Linked DNA regions of Mus musculus: region 1 is linked to region 2. Evidence: chromatin contacts called from public Hi-C data. All regions are on one chromosome and are shown on one strand. Each heading gives the region's core, a stretch centred on a gene start, on an enhancer-like site or on the middle of the called end of the contact. The rest is flanking DNA. Distances are from core to core; before and after follow the strand shown. Region 1 overlaps Cap2 (CAP, adenylate cyclase-associated protein, 2 (yeast)). Region 2 has its middle 35 kb from the start of Rbm24.

What was found. Hi-C and Micro-C count contacts between places; a contact is called where the count stands out from the background.
Region 1: a Hi-C map of cortical neurons shows a contact between it and region 2, with 2.1 times the contacts expected there. The contact joins two enhancer-like sites. A contact is called at or near these places in 2 of 484 Hi-C or Micro-C datasets (cortical neurons and hematopoietic stem and progenitor cells) and 5 of 115 datasets of contacts at active chromatin or transcription factors (embryonic basal ganglia, embryonic hindbrain, embryonic stem cells and 2 more).

What each region holds. Positions count from the first base shown.
Region 1 is chr13:46,623,535-46,630,157 of GRCm38.p6, forward strand. The region is part of intron 7 of Cap2 (CAP, adenylate cyclase-associated protein, 2 (yeast)); the gene reads left to right. Among named protein-coding and RNA genes, the nearest start is that of Fam8a1, 43 kb to the right of the region's middle. Within about 2 kb of position 3,292, at least 25 of the 459 cell types and tissues checked have an H3K27ac peak or open chromatin away from gene starts, as enhancers often do. A contact at or near this core is called in cortical neurons, where this site is marked.
Region 2 is chr13:46,450,000-46,456,886 of GRCm38.p6, forward strand. No RefSeq gene overlaps it. Among named protein-coding and RNA genes, the nearest start is that of Rbm24, 35 kb to the left of the region's middle. Within about 2 kb of position 1,727, at least 9 of the 459 cell types and tissues checked have an H3K27ac peak or open chromatin away from gene starts, as enhancers often do. A contact at or near this core is called in cortical neurons, where this site is marked.

The DNA.
Region 1 (6,623 bases), core at 2,042-4,541, 180 kb after region 2:
CCACAGCCATATCTTCTGGCCACAATGGACTGTGATCCCTTTAAACTGAGTGACAAAGGAAAGCTTTTCTCCCTTAAGTTCTGTTAGCCAGGCACTTTATCGCTGGGGATGCTAAGGTAAGTAACAGCATCCAGAACTGCTAGTGTCACTTGTTACGGCATCCAGAACTGCTAGTATAACACATCACTTGTTACGGCATCCAGAACTGCTAGTGTAACACATCACTTGTTACAGCATCCAGAACTGCTAGTGTAACACATCACTTGTTACTAGTGACTTTCGGGGAGGGGCTTCACAAAGTGAGGGGGGAAGAGTAGACACAACCTTGAAGAACTAAGGAATCGGGTTTTCGCATAATGAGCTCCTCCTGATTATCTGCAAACCAATTGTCTAAACCAACAGATGACTGCTCAGAGATTCAGGGTCTGCCTGAAGGTTTTAAGGTCAATGTCAGTATAGATCTATTTTAACCCATGATGTATCTTCAGTAGACTGTACGTACATCCAGAACAGTAGGATAGCCTCATGTAGAATTAACAAAACTATGGCACTTTGAGATGTGTGTTTATAACTGTTTCTATTGTCTCATAAATACCTTTGGGCTTTGGTGTTTGTTGATAAGAAAGTATAAATATTTTAGAGTATTTGTCTCTCTCCATAAATCAAAATAGTAGTAGCTTTTAAAACTGTCTGATTTAATAGTTGAGATTATTCTGTTTACTTGAAAATTTTTACAACCAAGAACTCAAAGTCTCTGAAGTTTGAGGAGTCAGGAGTTAATTCTCATTCCTAACTTATTTAAACTACATCCTGGGGACTACTTTAATAACATATTCAGTTAGAATCCCATGTTTGAGGTGGGCAGAGTAGCACATACCTGTAATCTGGACACTCAGGAGGCTAAACCCAGAGGATTGTTACAAGCATGAGACCATCCTAAGCAACATAGCCAGACCCTGTCTCAAAAGTAAATTCATTTTTATCTATGTGCACTGCTGTTTTGCCTGCTCGTGTGTCTGTGTGACAGTCAGTGTCAGACCTCCTGAAACTGGAGCTACAGACAGCCGTAAGCTGCTGTGTAGGTGCTGGGTCCTCTGGGAGAGCAGCCAGTGCTCCTGATTGCTGAGCTCTCTCTCCATCCCCAGATGATTTCATTATTGTTACTTTGTTTCCTTCATTTATAGCATCGACAGACACAGTGTAATTGAGGATTCTTGTCATTTATTCTTTCACACAGGACAAGACTATGAGACAGTTGTGATTTAAGGGTGTGGCCGGGCAAAAGTGTTCTCCACAGGAGATATGAGCATACTTGTGGGCTCCTTTTCTGTTGCTATAACAAAACACTCCACGTTGGGTCCTTTATAAATAAAACATATTCTTTAGTTCAGAGTTTTGGAGACTGGAAGTCCGAGATTGGAAAGCTCTATCTATTTGGACTTGGGGGGTGGGGGACTTCTCCATGAGAGTGGAGAGATGGCTCAGCGGTTGAGAGCACTGGCTGCTCTTCCAGAGGTCCTGAGTACAATTCCCAGCAATCACATGGTGGCTTACAACCATCTGTAATGGGATCTGACACCCTCTTCTGGTGTGTCTGAAGACAGCTATAGTGTGTTCATATACTTAAAGTAAATAAATAATTCTACTCCATGGGCCACCATGCCGTGTCCCAACCTCTCTGCAGAAGCATCTAAAGATCTGTACTTCCGCCGTGATACTTATGTTTATATCAGTAAATGATATCAGTTGATGAGACACCTTCTGGATCCCAGGTCCTGGGCCCCGTGACTGGCAGACAGCAGTAAGATGAATAAGAAAGTACCCCCTGAGTTCTGGAATTGGCCAAGCCAAACCCAGATTCACCAGCAAATATCTGTGGTGTGATGCGAATTATTGTACCAGTGTTCTGGGGAGTCTCTGTCCAGGGGAACAGGAACTGTCCTCCCAGAAGAGCTCCAGAAGGGGCTGCAGGATGGTTGTCGCTAAAGGGCATGCTCTATAAGCATAAGGACTTGCACCCATGTGAAAAGCCAGGTGTGACACTTATAATGACAGCTCTGAGGAGAGGGGAACAAGCAGACCCCTGGGGCTCGCTGGCCAGCCTAGTGTAATTGGAAGCCCCAAGCCCCAGTGAGAGACCCTGTCTCAAAACACTAAGGTAAATGACCCCTAAGGAATATCAGCTGAAGCTGACCGCTGGCTCCTCTAGCACATACACCCATGTGCATGCACAAACACATGCTTGTACACCCATGTGAACATGTAACACACACGCACATGCTCTACTCCAAAAAAAACCTATGAAAAGATTGGAGCTGAACCCTGAGGGATCTGGAAGAGTCTTCCAGTTCACAGAAGTGAAGCCTTCTAAACTAAGCCATGGAGAGGCAGGGTGGAGAGGTAGAGGCCTGTCTGGAGGCACAGAAGTGTCTTTTCTGCCCTGAGGCTATGAGCTCACAGAAGAGGCACCCAAGGGTCCCCAGCGATTGCCCCCAGGGCTTTAGACATAGATGATGCCCCTGCCCACTTCCACCTGACCAGCTACAGTCATTAACTATAGGTTGTGTCCAGTATCAATGGGCCCTGTGAATGTATGTCTTTATTTCTATGCCAAGACAGTGATGAGAGTGGACAACGCATTTTTACACTGCTCAGTGACAGTCCCCTGTCCTGCCCTGGCCACCTGCTGCCTCTCATCTTTAGATGACATGAACTGATATTGAGTCTGATATCATGTTAAGAAAAAAAAAAGGGTTTTCTTAAGAAAAGAGGGAAGATATGGGTTATCCTGTACATGTGATACAACACTTCATGAAATAATGCACAGAGCTGATCCCTGGCCCCTGTCTACCAAACCTGTCATTCAAACTAAGTGAATTGCAACCCCTGGGGATCGGCTCAGTGGTTGGAATTGAAGTCCATGTTGCCCTGTGTTTGCCCAGGTTACCCTGTGTTAGCCCAGGTTACCCTGTATCAGCACATATTACTCTGCATTACCAACACCTCAACTCTTAAGCTCAAAAGATGACACTGTTGGGTATTTTCATTTAAAATGTAAAAATACCTATACAACATTAGTGATCTCTCTAGCAGCCCTTAGCTTGCCTTTGTCTTCATGACTGTTGTTTCCAAAGTGCTGGTCTTTCAAGGCAGCACAGTCATCTCTTTAGGATCCTAAAATCCAACTGAAAAACAAAAAACCTTGAGTTCCGTGACAAAGTAAGCCTCAACCAGCCCAATGAAGTCACTGTCCAGCTGAGTCAAAGCGTGAGTCGCTCTTGGCATTTATTTATACAGCCGTTGGCTCTCCAGCGTGCTCTCTTTGATGAGTAGATGTGGCTATCTTTAACTCTGGGAAGCTTTCCCACGGAAATTTTATTTTCCCTTCTTTTATGAGAAACTGTATTTTCGTGTTGCTGATGCCGGCAGTCAAGAAGAAAAGACGACTTGGAGAGTCCAGATTTGGTGTAGGTTTCAGCTGCAGAGCAAGGTCAGCCTCATAACCACAGCCACTTAACAAGATGGTTTCTCTCAAATGCCTAGCCCGCACCCGTGAACGAGACCGTGCCCCACTTACTGTCTCTGCTGGGATGCCCTGGTCCACTTTTATCAAAAAATCCTACCTTGGGCATGTCGAATAAAAATCAATTTTGGAAGGACTCATCTAGACACTCGAATTAAGACGTGAAGCACAGATCTAATTTTACCGGCCGGTGTGAGGCATTTACTCTGTCTCTGAAGTGACTTGGTTTTGTTTATTCTCATCAGTTGCAACTCCCTGATTTGTCTACGTCACCAAAGGGGCACTATACAAGATCCACCAGCGGATAACCATCCTGAGATAGAGAAGAGCAAACTCAGAGGCTAGGGTGAAGCACTGAGATATGGGTGCGGGGCTATGGTCATCTTTATGGTTCTGTTTTATTTCTGAGGCATGGTCTCATGTAGCCTAAGCTGGATTCAAACTCCCTTTGTAGCCAAGTGATGGCCTTGAACTTCCGATCTTCCAGCCTCCAACTCCCAAATGCCAGTGCAGTGCTGGGGATCAAACCAGGGCTTCTTTTTGTCAAGTAGGCATTCTTCAGATCGAGCCACATCCTCACCCCAAGATTTGGGTTCTCAATGACCTTCCCTTTCACATCTTGAGATAAGACTGTTCGGAGCCGTGACTTTGAAAAGAACTAATCCAAACGAGGCCCCATGTCATGTCATAGCTGTGCACCCACCTTTTTATAGCAACTGCATATAAGTATTATAGGACTTTGTGGGAATCAGAAACCTCCATCGTGTTCAATATCCCTTAATAAAGAGAAAACAGCCTTTAAATTGGCTTTCCAAACGTTATTAATAAGCATGTCCTTAAAATATTATGTAGCACTTCTCTGTGGTATTATTAACAATTCTGTTTTCTTGGAACGGGTCCCGGGAGCTTTCTTTTCCTTGGCAGAAGTCTCAAAATCCTAACAAGTGGTAGAAAGAATTCAGCCCGGAGCCATGAGTCCGAGCCGGCTTGCACTTGCGTTGCTAGGATGTGCATCCTTCCGTTGCTATGCAGAGATGTATCTGTTTTATTTCATTATTTTCTTATCTGTGTGTGTGGTGTGCATGCATCTGAGTGTATGGGGGTGTGCACCTGCCTGCAAATATGTGGAGGCCTAAGCAGAACGTCCAGTGTCCCCGCCACCCCCCACCACAACTCTTTCTTCATTGCCTTGAGACAGGGGTCTCTATTCCACCTGGCTCTCTTTCACTGGACCAGGCTCACCATCTTAGCTAGGCTGACTAGCCTGTCTCTGCTCCCCAGTGCTGGGGTTACAGGCACACATAACAATAACCCATCTTTTATGTGGGTGCTGGAAATCCAAACACAGGTCCTCGTGTCTCGAAGAAAAAGCACGCTTACCCACTGAGCCAAATCTCCACAATCATCTTTCTTTGTTATAATTGTAATGGAACTGTGACATTAGTGTCGATGTAAAATCTGCCGGTTCACAAGGATGTTCTTTATGTTTGGAAACATGTTGATCTGACTGCCATTGATCAAGATGCAGAAATTGTGTGTGTGTATGTGTGTGTGTGTGTGTGTGTGTGTGTAGCCAATCACAGTGGCACACACCTGAGATCCTAGCAGTTGAGAGACAGAGGCAGAAGGGTCACTGACAGCCAGTTCTACATCGAGTCTCATGGCCAGCCAGCCACACAACAAGAACATGTCTCAGGAGGGGTGAACTTCCGGGAGTGGTGGTGTACATCTGTGAACCCAGTACCACAGAGCCACAAGCAGGGGGATCTGACATTTAAGGTGTACAGTGAATTTCAGGTCAGCCTAGACTACATCCGTCCCTGTTTCAAACAAACAAACAAACAAACAAACAAACAAAAGAACCCTACATTAATTTGAGGTTGAAAGACTGGTTAAGGGCTGGGGTGGTAGAGTGCTGGCCCAGTATGCTCGAAGCCTATGCCAATCCCCGGCAGTGATCCCAGCACTTGGGCGCTAGGAACAGGAGGATCGAAATCTAGTCATCCTTGGCTACATAGTGAGTTCGAGGCCAGCTGATCTTCATGGACCTATGGGAAGAGAGAGACGGGGGTGGGGTGCAGGGGAGAGAGAGAGAGAGAGAGAGAGAAGAGAGGAGAGAGGCTTTTGCTCTTTCTTTAGTCAGTGTCTCCTATTATGGAAATGACATTTATTGCTCTTATGTTTCATGTATTATATCATACCAGGCCATTCGGGGGTTCTTTGTCTTCTGAAAAGGTAATGGACAGTGCTTTATATAAAATGTTAGCTGTAAAACATCATGAGTTCCTGTGGTATCCAAACTGTGAGTGACAGGGCCTGGGAACTTGTGACCATCTGAGGGTATGACCAGGCACGCATGAGCTGTCACTGCTACCTGGAGACTGGTTAGTGGCGGGCTTTATTAGTGATTAACAGGTCAAGACGGTTCAACAAAGGACAACCAGAGAGATTCTGCCCAGAAACAAGGGAACCAACTGTGTGTGTGTGTCCCTGAAGGAGGGAGGAGAGGAACAAGACCCATAAATACTGCTGAGTGTCAGCTGCTCCATTCCTGTGGCCTTATCTCCCATCTCCACAAATACTTTAAGGACAGGTGGCTCAAAATATTACCGTCGCTAAGCTAGTTTTATAGAAGAGAAGTCTCGGCAAAGGCCCTGGTGTAAGCAACATAATCCACCTGTTCCAAGAAAGAATCACATGATAATTTTGTGTTCTTGGTCCCTGCTCTTTAAATGATGGTAAAAATACCAACCAAGATACTGGTCGCCTGACCTATCCTCAAAGCTGGAGGTTAATGCTGTCTGTATATATTTCTTCTTTGCTTAAATCCCCTCGATCTCTTCTTTTCAGGACTAGGAAACTTGCAAAGCCCCCCAGTGGTGTGCTCTTAAGTCACTGCAACCCTATGTCTGGCTCCATGGCCCCACACTGGCTAGTCCTCCTGGCTTTTCTTTCTACAAACACAAAAATCTAGATAACTGAAATCATTTTTATGGCATATTTAGAAGTAAGTTTACACTATATCGGAATGACTTGGCTACTTAAGAAGTAGCGTTAGGAGGAAGAAACATGCAATTAATTATATAGAATGGCCACCATT
Region 2 (6,887 bases), core at 477-2,976:
AAAGTGAAGGATGAGCCACGGAGATCTGAGACTGCCTGATAGAACAGATTATCCACTGTCAGAGGCCAAGCCGGAAAGAAAAGAAACAAAAGACCCAGAGGGGAAAGGGGGAAAGTTAGTGGGCTGGCCCTCAGAAGATGCCAAACAAACAGGCACAGAAAGCAGAAGTTGCTATAGATGCCAAGTGAAGGGTGTGTGTTTTTTATAACTACATGCTTCTGATGACTATACAGTCTGGAATACTGTCTTACTATATATAATTTATATAAAAATGCAAAATTTTCTTTTATTAAGGAAAAAACTATGTTGCAAGCACACAGAACTCTTGGTTGTTTGGAAGGTGTCCTGGTCTGCTTTCAATTGCTAGGATAAAGACCGTGACTAAAGGCTACACGGGGAGGAAAGGGTTGATTTGTCTTAAATGTCCTCATCATGGTCCATTGTGGAGAGAAGGCGTGGCATGGACTCCATCGAGGCAGGATCTAGAGCCCAGCTGTGGAGGAAGGCTGCTTCCTGCTTTGTTCCCAATGGCTTGCTCCCCTGCTTCTATATATGGTCCAGGACCATCCACCCAAGGGTGGCCCAATCAAGAAAATACCCCCAGGTTTAAAAACAGTCCAATTTGATGGATATTCTCTAAACTAAGATTCCGTTTTCCCAGATGACCCCAGCACACTGGGAGGGTGGGGTGGGATTTGTCACTGACCAAATGTCTCCCAAGATGGATTGAGGTGGGGCGGTCCCTCCCCCTGGTAGTTTTCAAAGACTCTTGAATCCCAGGAGGCTTGCCCGATATTGACACACCTGGACGTCTTGGCACGAATCCCCTTGTCTTACTGGAATACTCAAAATTCATTGTTGAGCCCCGCCTCCCAACATCAACACAGACTTCACTTCCTTAAAAGTAGAAACCTGCTGGGACCTGACCCCCCCCCCCCAATTGTTTTGTCTTCCAGTGGGGTCAAGCCTGGGTTTTGCAGTGACGTCATTAGGAAGGTGATTCCCAGTCAGCACAGTTCCTCTTCTAGGAGACTGTAGGTCTTCAGTTGCCACATTCATTTCCTGATAGTCAGGGTCTGTGAATGAATACATGCAATGTCAACCCTCATTCTAAACTTTCCCTATGCACAGTGCCTCCTGAGAACGTTGTTGGCTTACATAGCGGCTTTCTGAATTTGGTTGTTCATCCAGGAAGGGACGATGGAAGTTCTTGTGTGCAATTAATGATCGTCTGCCCATGGACTGCCTCGGGTGACAATGGTTGTTTATGGAGAGCGTTATTAATAATACTGGCTATGGTTTGGCTTAGCAAAAATAAAGAACAAATGTATGGTGCAGAAGGGTGAGCGACGACAGCAGGACAGTGTCACTGATGGAGGGTCAGGAGGGTGGAGAATACATCTGAAGAGGCTAGGATGTGGGAAGAGGTGAGGACCAAACTGTAGAGGCAGCCACTGCCTGAGTGCCACATGTGCTGGGCACAGAGGATCTGTGTTGGCTTCAATTTCCCCTGTAGAGTGAAGCTATTAGCTGAGAGGGACAAACATAAAGGTTCTGGGTGTGTGCTAGCTGCTCCCTGCCACCTCCCTCACCTCACCCCTGCTGCCTCCCTCACCTCACCCCTGCCACCTCCCTCACCTCATCACTGCCACCTTCCTGGCCTTGCTCCTGCCACCTCCCTGACTTCACCCAGCCACCTCCCTGACCTCGCCCCTGCCACCTCCCTGTTGCTGTTCCTACTCTAACATTTTGTCTAAGATCTGCTCCGCAGTTACCAGGCAACAGCCAGGTAGGCCTGATTCACTATAAAATTGGCTGCTTGCCCCCTCCTCTCTCTCTTACTTTTGCTCCTGCCTTCCTATTCACACTCTCTCCCCATTCCCTTTCCCCTCTCTCTCCACGTGCTCATGGCCAGCCTCTACTTCTCTTCTCTGTCTCTCTCTGTCTCACCCTGTCTCTCTCTGTCTCTCTCTGTCTCTCTTTCTCTCTCTCTCTCTCTCTCTCTCTCTCTCTCTCTCTCTCTCTCTACTACCCTCTTAACTCCCCTCCCCATGCCCTGAATAAACTCTATCTATACTATACTGTTATGTGGCTGGCCCCTCAGGAATGGGCTCGCCTAGGTACCCCCTTCTCCCTTCCCCCATCCCTCATACCTCCCCACACATCCATCAAAACATTTTCCCCTCTTTCTCTTTTTATAAACACATCAGTTTCACTCTCTTCCCTGAACATAAAAAGCACCTTTCTGCCCAAGTCCTCTGCACACACAGTTCCTGTACCTAAAATGATCTCCCTGCTTCCCAAATGTCTGTATGTCCAGAGTAGGTCACGCTCTTGTTCCCATACAATGTTCTTTACAGTAGTAACGCCTCAGGACAGCAAGTCCATGCGGCCCGTTCCCCACTCTCCCTCTCTCAGTCCCTGTCCCTACTTTACTCTTCTCCATCGCCTTTATCACCTACTTTAAAAAATGCATTTATTATCTTGTGGAAGCCTTTCCTTGACCCTAGAATTTTATATTTCAAGGAAGATAGGTTTAGCATGAGACCCTGTGTGGGGGGTAGGAGTTACAAGAAAGGCAGTGAGACTCTAAGTCTTCCTAAAGCGAATGGCCCCTAACATAAAGCACTGTAGCTTTCAACACAATGCCAATGCTTAGGATTGTTTTCACTCTCTTCTTGGACAGGGAGGAGAAGAAATGGGAAAATCCACAGAATCTATCATGCAGTGATTTGAGTAACCACATAATGGAATTACAGGATGTAACCCCTAGGTCCTAACTTCAACATGTCTGCCAACTCCTTTGTCCACAAGATGACTTCTCACACCCGTATCAGTGTATTTTTTGACTTCTCTAAGACACTAGGATTTTCTGTTTAAGAAGCTCAGAAGAGCCTACTGGAGAGAGGAACAGACAGATCAGGTTGAGTATGGTTTGATCCTCAGTGGGTCATGTGCTGAAAGTTTGGTCCTCAGTGTAATGATGTTAACAGGAAGGTGGGACCTTTAAGAGGTGAAGCCTAGCAGAAAATGAAGAGGTCATTGAAGATATTGTCTCTGCAAGAACTAAAGTGATTCTCATGGGACTCTGGTCCTTTCTCAAGAAATAGTTGTTGTTGATGTGTTGGACTGGCCCCAGTCTCTCTGGCCCTGTCTCTACATATGCCCTCCAGCCACAATGTCAGCCCTGTGTTGGGGTACAGCCGGGACAGGAGGTGCCCCAGTTGGTACCATGGTGCTCAGACTTTCAGCCTACAGAGATGTAAACTAGACAAGCCTTTAAAAGAAGCAAGGATTTAGCCTCAGGCATTTTATTATGGCAATGGAAAGTAGACTGTATTAGCTACTTTTTCATTGCTGTTATAAAAAAAAAAATCACGTTCACCAATGCCACTTACTGAAAGCTCATTTGACTTATGGTTCTAACAGGATAAGAGTCCACTAAAGGGGGAAGTGGGGCAGCAAGCTGGAGGCAGGATGCTGGAGGTGGGATGCTGGAGGTGGGATGCTGGAGGTGGGATGCTGGAGGCGGGATGCTGGAGGCAGGATGCTGAGTACCCACATCTTGAACCACAAGCAGGAAGCAGAGAGAGCAACTGAGAATAGCACATGGCTTTGAAGCCTTCAGGTCTGCCCCCAAGTGATACACTTCTTCCTGTAGGCCCACACCTACATTCCTCAGTTAGGGACCAAGTATTCACACATCTAAGCCCGTGAGGTACATTATCACTCAAACTACCACACTGACAAATATAAAGATGTTACATATAATTAATACACCCATTTCTTCTGATCAGTGCACTTAAGGAGTTTAAATTTTCATTTAACTTTTAATCTCTGGGTATCGTTTATCTAGTCTGGGTAAGCAGCTTTGATAAACTCCCGCTCCTTGCTCCTAACCACCAGCCTCGCCCATTTCTTTTTTTTTTTTTTCCATTTTTTATTAGGTATTTAGCTCATTTACATTTCCAATGCTATACCAAAAGTCCCCCATAGCCACCCACCCCCACTCCCCTACCCACCCACTCCCCTTTTTTGGCCCTGGTGTTCCCCTGTACTGGGGCATATAAAGTTTGCGTGTCCAATGGGCCTCTCTTTCCAGTGATGGCCGCCTAGGCCATCTTTTGATACATATGCAGCTAGAGTCAAGAGCTCCGGGGTACTGGTTAGTTCATAATGTTGTTCCACCTATAGGGTTACAGATCCCTTTAGCTTCTTGGGTACTTTCTCTAGCTCCTTCATTGGGGGCCATGTGATCCATCCAATAGCCGACTGTGAGCATCCACTTCTATGTTTGCTAGGCCCAGGCATACTCTGACAAGAGACAGCTATATCAGGGTCCTTTCAGCATAATCTTGCTAGTGTATGCAATGGTGTCAGCATTTGGAAGCTGATTATGGGATGGATCCCCGGATATGGCAGTCTCTACATGGTCCATCTTTTTATCTCAGCTCCAAACTTTGTCTCTGTACCTCCTTCCAAGGGTGTTTTGTTCCCAAATCTAAGGAGGGGCATAGTGTCCACACTTCAGTCTTCATTTTTCTTGAGTTTCATGTGTTTAGGAAATTGTATCTTATATCGTGGATATCCTAGGTTTTGGGCTAATATCCACTTATCAGTGAGTACATATTGTGTGAGTTCCTTTGTGAATGTGTTACCTCACTCAGGATGATGCCCTCCAGGTCCATCCATTTGGCTAGGAATTTCATAAATTCATTCTTTTTAATAGCTGAGTAGTACTCCATTGTGTAGATGTACCACATTTTCTGTATCCATTCCTCTGTTGAGGGGCATCTGGGTTCCTTCCAGCCTCGCCCATTTCTGACAAACATCACACATCCCTCGCCTGACCATCCAAACGTCCAAAGCCTCTTGTGTGTGTTTCTGCAGCCTCCTCCTTCACCTCAGCCTCCTCCACCACCACTGCCTCCAACTCTGGGCCCTTAGTTTCTTCTCTCTGCTCTTTGTTGCTCTTTGAAGATCCTTGATCTAATAACATGTCTGAGCCCTGCTTGAATCAACATTCTCCTTGCGTTTGTGCCATCCCGGTAGTTCTCCCAACCTTTAAGGAAATTCTTTAAGGAAATAGGGATTTTTAATTTTTTTTTTAACCTTCTACCAGCCATCAAAGTCAAACTACATTTTTGCTCTCTCATTTCTTCTCCTGCTATTTCATCATGGCATTCCTCTTACTAAACTCACTTTCTCGGCCTTCAGCTTCACCATCCTTCTTCTCCCATCATGTTTTCTAAGGCATTTGAAGATAGACACAGCATCTAAGAGTCTCAGCTGTGCTTGCCCACTGAGTGAGCATTGGCTTACTGCTGGCTCCTTCTTTGGGGAATATAAAATGTAAACACAATGAACTGCACAAGCCCGAAGCGTTTTCATTCTGTTGGAAAACTGAACATTAACATAACCAGAGAACACTCTTAAGTCCTCAGAGTCAGCCCCAGCTCCATCTCCAAGGCTGTGACCCTCAGCTGTTTTGTCCCCCCCCACCCTCCCCACTTTTCTATTAGGTGTTCAGTTATAAATTTTCATATTAGATACAATTATACCACTTTGGTCTTTTGTGTGAGGCTTCTTCCTCTCCCGGTGACTGTTTTTGTTGTCTGGTTGCTTGTCAGGTTTATCTGTGTTCTTTGAACATCTCGATAGTACATCCTGCTTTGTCGCTGGCTAGCGTTCTGCATACAAACAGCACGATTTGTTCGTCCGTTCTGTGTTGATGAACGTTTTGGCTGCTTCCAGCTTTAGGTTGTTTTAGAGAAGCCTCTTAGACATCACTTTTGTTATTCCTGGGCGTTGAGAGTAGAATTGATGGCTCATAACAGGGGAATTACTATCAGTTCTGTAAGAATCAGCCAGACAATCTTCAAAACTGGTTGTATCATTTTAAATCCCCACCAATGCTGTGTGTGAATGCTGGCTTTTTCTTCCTGTGTGGTAGTTTCAATGTTTCTTTTAAGAGACATTCTTTACCCTGAGTATCAGCTGAGAAAAATCCCCTTAGGTAAAGCCAGCTGCAAAATATATATTGATATATACTATATCTATCTAGATAAAGATAGATATCGTAGGTAATTTTTTCATTGTGGCACCTTCTTTGTCCTTATTTGTTGGCAGGATCCTTAAAATGTTCAAACTTCAAAATCCTCCACAAGTGTCACTTGTTGCAATAGGAGAGTCAATAATGACTCTTGTCTATCGTTTTGTCATTGAAGTTTCCAGAATACACATTTAAAACTGTAAGTTTGACTACATCAGGCCTCTGCTTAAAATTCCCCCTGTCAGGGACTGGGACTTGCTAATCTCACATAGGACCCGAGTTCATTCCCTAGCACCCACAGCAGGCTGCTAGTTACTGCCTGTAACTCCAGCTCCAGGGAATCTGATGCTCTCTTCTGGATTCTAAAGATACTCATACACACACACACACACACACACACACACACACACACACACACACACACACACAAACTAAATGTTTTCTTGAAAATGTATAGGGTGCTTAGAAACCAGTATATTCAGTATTCCATACACCCTCAACTTGTCCTTTGACCAACTAACTTTTGACATTTCACCTTAAAACATTAAACACAATCCTTCAGTGGCATAATATCTTTATTATTAGAGAGTTTCATACCTGCTTACCTTGTATTTTGCTTATATTCACCCCCACTCCCCAACACTTTCCAGATCTACCCTCACCTTTCCAACTTCATGATCTCTTTTTTATGAGACTCAGCATGCTCACAGGTGCCTCTTGTCACTCCTCATCCCAAGAGTCATTGCACGGCTTGTATGTCCCTTTGAGGTCACACTGGTATGTTCTGGTTATTCCCTGTTATCTGACTTGCCTCGGTGGGGATGTAACGGCTGAG